Linked DNA regions of Mus musculus: region 2 is linked to region 1. Evidence: chromatin contacts called from public Hi-C data. All regions are on one chromosome and are shown on one strand. Each heading gives the region's core, a stretch centred on a gene start, on an enhancer-like site or on the middle of the called end of the contact. The rest is flanking DNA. Distances are from core to core; before and after follow the strand shown.

Region 1 (2,976 bases), core at 153-2,652:
TCAAGCTCCAAGTTCAAGGAGAGAGTCCTTGTCTCAAAAAACAGGGCTGACAGCAACTGAGGAAGACACAAGTAACTGACCTCTGACCTTCACACACATGCATACATGTTCCTACATGCACACAAATGCGCGCGCGCACACAGAAGCAAACTAGGGTAGAGAATAATTTTCTAAGTTTAAAAGATCCGAATAACTCAATGAAGTTTAGAAACTCACATTTCAGTAAGATGGTAGTATTTCTGAAAAGAATCTTTCCAAAATTAAAATAACCTTTCCCCTGAAAAGATAAAGGGAAGATAATTAACATCAGGGCATTTCGATTTTCAAGGCAGAATATGAATACCTACATTTATAAAATATTCAAAATTTTCTTAATCAAAAAGACAGTAACAACATTTTCTTTAGTGAAAGTCAGTCATATCCTAACTATTGGCTCTTGCCGCTCCCTACAGGCCACAGAGCAGGGACTCTTGAGTGGGAGGCTGCTACAAATTTCAACCTAACTTCAAAGTGGCTTGAGCTGGACAGTTCCTTTTTTACTCACGAATCATCCCTCAGAACAACCGACTTTTGAATAAACTTTCAGCAGTTTTACTTTTACATGTAAAAGGACTTAACTATTAATCATTTCAGTAACAAACAGAAAACTACAACTCAAAGCCCAAAACCCTTTACCAACATGAATACAACCTGTAATATTTGCCATATAAATGTACAGTGAACAGGACAAAAAAAAAAAAAAGGCAAAAAGGTCAACGAAATGGCTAATGGTTTTTAAAGCAGTTCTCACCAAAATCTGGTTTTTCTGGTTCAAAGTACTGTACTAAGTCAAACGAGATTCTAAAATGGGTCGACTTATCAGTTAACTATCCAAACAAAAGACTATCCTTACTACACAACATTTTAGAATTGTTTCGTTTTGGCTATTCCCATGTTAAAATGCATTTTTGAATCTCCAAGTCCCCTAATCACAAAAGACGTTTCCAAGTTTAAACCAAATCAAAACCCTTCATCCGTAGGACTATTTTTACAAACACACACACACGAGTTAAAAATAAAGACTTCTATTCACATCTCCCTTTCATCCAGCCCTAGTACTGGATTTTGTAACATTCTAGCTGAAAGAGAAACTACTATCTCTCCCTGTGTATTAAGTTTCTCTCCTGTTCCATGCTTAAAGTTCTGTTACTTTCCCGGTAAGAACACGCTTGGCCCCTGACACTCCTCGCCTACAGCAAATAGCTCAGCTCTCAGCTCAGGGCAGGTGGGATCCCGTCGGCAGCTACACGGACGCTCTGGGTATTCCACTCACTTTGGGAACCCGACTTTCCAGAAATCTTCCTGGACCCCTTGGGCCACCGTAGCCCCACCTCTTACCCCCTTCAGGCTCAGTAGCGACCCCAACACTCACCGACGGCATCGGAATGTGCCACTTCGATCTATCTGCAGCAAACACGGGTGCCGGACCTGCACCAAGAAACGATAATGGGAACGGCTGCGCCCCTAAAAGAAGAAAAATAACAGGAGACACCTGAAGCCACGCAGCCACCGCCATCTTCACAGCCATGAAGCGCCTACCCAAAGTATTGAGCCTTCTTCCGGCTAGGTAGTTCCGCCTTCTTCCGGCTCGTCCCACCCTCTTCCGGCGCTACTTTGTGGGCGGGATTATCCGGGTCCTTGAAACTGTGCTTCTTCCCACAGACGCTCAGAGCGCCCCAGAAACTTTGAGTCTACTGCGCAGGCGTCCTCCTGTTTCCCTGCGATCGTGGCCTGGAGGTGAACTAGCAGAGTTTTGAGGTCTAGTGCTTCCCTCTGTTCTTCCAGCCCTTAAAGGAACTCAGTGCAGCGGCCAAGGCTTTGCTTTTCCTGCTTCTTCCCGCCCCTCATCCTTTCCAAGTCAAGGTCAGGCGCAGGCCAGACGTCTGTAGAAGCGCGCACACTGGATGCATGATTGACATCAAGTACTGAGTTCTCTGGCTGTCGAGCTGTGGCAACAGAGCCTGGAATGTGACGGGGCTGAAGTAGAAACGATTCATTAGCTCCAAAGTCCCTTTTGACCCTGAAAGACTGTGGGGCAGCTGCAGCATAGTTTGACAGGCGACATCAGCGTCCAGCAGTGATCCAGACTGTACTCCCCATTCGAAACTAAAAGTGAGGAGAGATCAGGTCAGCTTTCGGTATTGTAGAGTGACAGCCACTAAGACTGACCCTTATTGGTGGTGCTTCCTGTTTCTCACACTCTTAGATTTTAACCTCTAGGGCAGCGAGCACATCTCCGCCAATAAAAGCAAAGTTCATCAGCCACTCTCAACCTAGAAATATTTACCAAGTACTTTATCCCTGTAAAGACGCTGGTTTACGCTTGAGATAATACCAGATGAAAAAAAATTAAGATTGGCTTCTGCCCGAAGGGGACTCTTGACTGTGATGAAGTACGGGTTATAATTTAGCAAGCCTGCTTGTCACCGTTTTTTTAAAGATCGCCTGAGACTGTGGCCTGAGAGTTAGGAGTCAGGCAGAGTTAACATCCTTGTGCCATGGAAGCAGCTGAGAAAGAGGAAATCAGGTAAAGGGCAATTGCTCCCCCCAAGAACGGACTCCAAAAACAACCTTCTAGCTTTGATGGCTTCACTTAGGTTTTAAAGCACTTCCTTGAATGCTTGCTATTTGCTTCATCGTTCTTTATTGGTTCTGCGGGGATTTGGGTAATGTTAATAGCTAACCTCTCATAAAGTACTTTCAGGAGGATTAGATAAGTTTAACAGTGGAAAGGTTGCCTTCCAAACTCTTAAATGGATTTTTGAGCGGGCTGCCCCTCCCCAAGGCTCATTCAACTGGAAACGGAAGACAGCAAGGTCTCCTCATGTTTGCACACTGGATTAAAATAAACGGTGCCAAACCAGAGTTTAATGAGGGTATTTCTTTCTTTTTTTTCTTATTCTTTTTTTTTCTTTTTTCACTATAAAAGTTTCTTGG
Region 2 (2,976 bases), core at 129-2,628, 6.8 Mb after region 1:
GTAACTATATTTGAAATGCAAATTCTTAGACCCCCTAAACGATAAAACTTCTTCCTACTAATAAAGAAGAAAAAAAGTAAATGAGTCCAACCTAGGGTTACTATGCTGCTCTTACTGTTAAATATGATAAGGTACAGCTTGTCACAACCATCCATAGCTGCAGCCACGGTGTTTATGAGTTGGAGGCAGGGGGATCAAGAGTGCAAGAGAAGTCTCTGGATAGCAAGTTTGAAGCCTGCCTGGACTCCAGGAGATCTTTTCTCAAAAACCAGATAAGGGCTAGAGAGATGGCTTAATGGTTATGAACACTGGCTGCTCTTTGAGAAGACCTGGGTTCCAACCCCTCCACACACATGGCAACTCACAACCTATCTGCAGCTCCAGTCTCAGGGGATCTGACACCCTCTTTTGGACTTCGTGGAAGTCTGCATGTAATGATACACAAACATACATGTAGCCCAAACACCTATCTACATAGAATAAAATGTAAATGATAAACCAAACAATAAAAAAAAATTGCCAGCAAAATGGCTGGGTGGATTAGGACACAGACTTAAGGTTCACTCGTGCTTATTAAATATCAAGGGAAAGCAGAACTCACTGTTTTGCTTTCAGTGTTGTGTAGAGAATTATGAAAAGACTAAATACCACCTTTACATAAAAGGTACCACTACTGCTGAATAAAACTGAATAGTAATTCCATACATATTATTTATTTTTCATATATTTCTTTAGTAAAACATTCGTGTCACATTGAGGAGGACAAAGTTATACATATGCTGTAATCCGCACACCTAAAGTCCTGACAGGCTGTGACAAAAGATTGGGCACAAATAGTTCTTCCTCTACCGTCAGTCAGCTGACACAGGGGAGAGTCTTGCGGAAAGGGGTTTGGGGTAGAAATCCAGTCGGTTACTAGAACTAGGTACATGCTAACTTGCTTTTTTTTTTTTTTTTTTTTTTTTTGTCTTTTTGTTGTTGTTTTGGTTTTTTGTTTGTTTTGTTTTGTTTTTCGAGACAAGGTTTCTCTGTGTAGCTCTGGCTGTCCTGGAACTCACTTTGTAGACCAGGCTGGCCTCGAACTCAGAAATCCACTACCTCTGCCTCCCGAGTGCTGGGATTAAAGGAATGCGCCACCATGCCTGTCTTGCTAACTTGCTTGAACCTTCAGCTTCCTTATCCCTTAGTTTCCGTTTGCCTGCATGTCTGCCTGCCTCACAGGATGGCTGGTATGAGAAACCAAAAGAATTACAGAAAGGGACTTTCAACATACGCTTAGGGGTTGGGCCTTGGCTCTGTCGCAGGTAGAGATGCCTGGAACCACAATTTGCACGCGCGTGTGTCTCGTCGGTCAATGGAATCCTTGACCCGGATGTACTACTGTACATCTCCGCAAACCCCGCCCAGAAGCAGTGGTTAGTAACCGGAAAGTCTCACGTTTAGCGGGCGTCCCGGAAGCGGAAGCAAGTCCGTTTCTTTTCTCCGTCCCTTACGTTCGTCCTGCGTTGTACCTGTTGTGCCAGGGCGGTTCGCTGAAGCGGTTCGGAGCGTGAAGAAGAGTGGAACCCTGAGTTCCCGGAGCATCAGCAGCCATGGCGGATGTGACTGCCCGCAGTTTGCAGTACGAGTACAAGGCGGTGCGTGTGGTCTCGAAGGACCGGTGCAGACAGGGGAGGTCGTGGACAGCCACGGACACTTGAGCGGGAGATCAGAGCTGGGTGAAGGATGGATTAAAACACGAAGGAAAAACCCCGTGGAATTTGGGGCGCTTGAGAATTTAGGAGTTGGGTTTTCCCCAGCCCCCTCAGCGCTAAACTCGCACCTTCTTCTCTTTACCCGCAATGTGCCCAACATTTTACCCAAATGTGGGCTGTTGTGGATGCTCTTAGGAGCGCTGGTCGTTCACCTTCTCAGACAGCAATAGTGCTCGCGCATCGTGTAATGCTATGTTATTTCTTCTTAAGAGCATGATTTTTTTTTTATTCCACTGTTTTCCCATCATCTGCTGTCACTGTAATAACAGGATTCAAAACTATACATATCAAAGTTTTGATAAAGTATGATCTTTTCAGAACTCAAATCTTGTGCTCCAAGCTGACCGCTCTCTCATTGACCGGACCCGCCGGGATGAACCGACGGGAGAGGTTCTGTCCCTGGTTGGGAAGTTGGAGGGAACCCGAATGGGAGATAAGGCTCAACGGACCAAACCACAGATGCAGGAAGAAAGACGGGCCAAGTAAGTACTAAGGGGATGCTGGATGCTATTTTTCCATCTAATGTAAAGCCCATCTTTAGCATTAGAGCAGTAGTTTTACTCAAGTTTATATGGAAGATGAGTGGTGTGTGCACAACAACCAAGGTTTAGAGCTTCTTTGGATTTAGGTGTAATGAAGTGGAACAAAATCTATTGATACCTTTTACTGACTCGTTTCTGATTCATAGATGTTAATTTTCTTCCGGTTATCTTTTTAAAAGATCTGTTTTATTTTTAATTACGTGCATGTGTATGTTCGTGTGGGTTTGTGCACACGTATGCAGATGCCTGTGTGGAGGCCAGAGAGGGTTTGAGAGTCCCTGGAGCTAGAGTTACAGGAGGTTTTGAGTTACCCAGTGTGGGGCTAAGAACTGAACTTGGGTCCTCTTGGAAAGCAGTACTGGGGTGAACAACTCGACTCTTCTCTCCAGCCCCATCCCCGACTGTTTTCAGGACTTGAGTTAATCTCCTCTCTGTAATTCACCTCCACCATGTTGTTACAAGCTTCTCTCCCCAACCCTTCTCTCCTTTTGTTGCCCAGCACTTCCTGATGATTTCTGTTGTCTTTTCATGTTGGTGGGTTCATTTCAAAAGTTAAATACTACTTACTTTATTTTGCCTGCCTTGCTTTTCTTTTCTCTTCTTCTCTTTTCTTTTCTCTTCTTTTCTTTCTTCAGAACAGAGTATCTTGCTCTGTAGACCAGGCTGGCCTTAAACTCAGA

The links. Hi-C and Micro-C count contacts between places; a contact is called where the count stands out from the background.
Region 2: a Hi-C map of CD8 T cells shows a contact between it and region 1, with 6 times the contacts expected there. The contact joins the promoter of 1810024B03Rik here to the promoter of Ganc in region 1. A contact is called at or near these places in 1 of 39 promoter capture datasets (cranial neural crest) and 1 of 484 Hi-C or Micro-C datasets (CD8 T cells).

The regions. Positions count from the first base shown.
Region 1 is chr2:120,402,494-120,405,469 of GRCm38.p6, forward strand. Ganc (glucosidase, alpha; neutral C) reads left to right here and starts at 1,403. Exons shown (of 24, transcript NM_172672.2): 1 at 1,403-2,566. The coding sequence starts at 2,538. Tmem87a (transmembrane protein 87A) reads right to left here and starts at 1,623. Exons shown (of 20, transcript NM_001110496.1): 1 at 1,412-1,623; 2 at 217-277. The coding sequence starts at 1,567.
Region 2 is chr2:127,206,902-127,209,877 of GRCm38.p6, forward strand. 1810024B03Rik (RIKEN cDNA 1810024B03 gene) reads right to left here and starts at 1,379. Exons shown (of 2, transcript NM_198630.2): 1 at 1,274-1,379. Snrnp200 (small nuclear ribonucleoprotein 200 (U5)) reads left to right here and starts at 1,485. Exons shown (of 45, transcript NM_177214.5): 1 at 1,485-1,637; 2 at 2,073-2,236. The coding sequence starts at 1,593.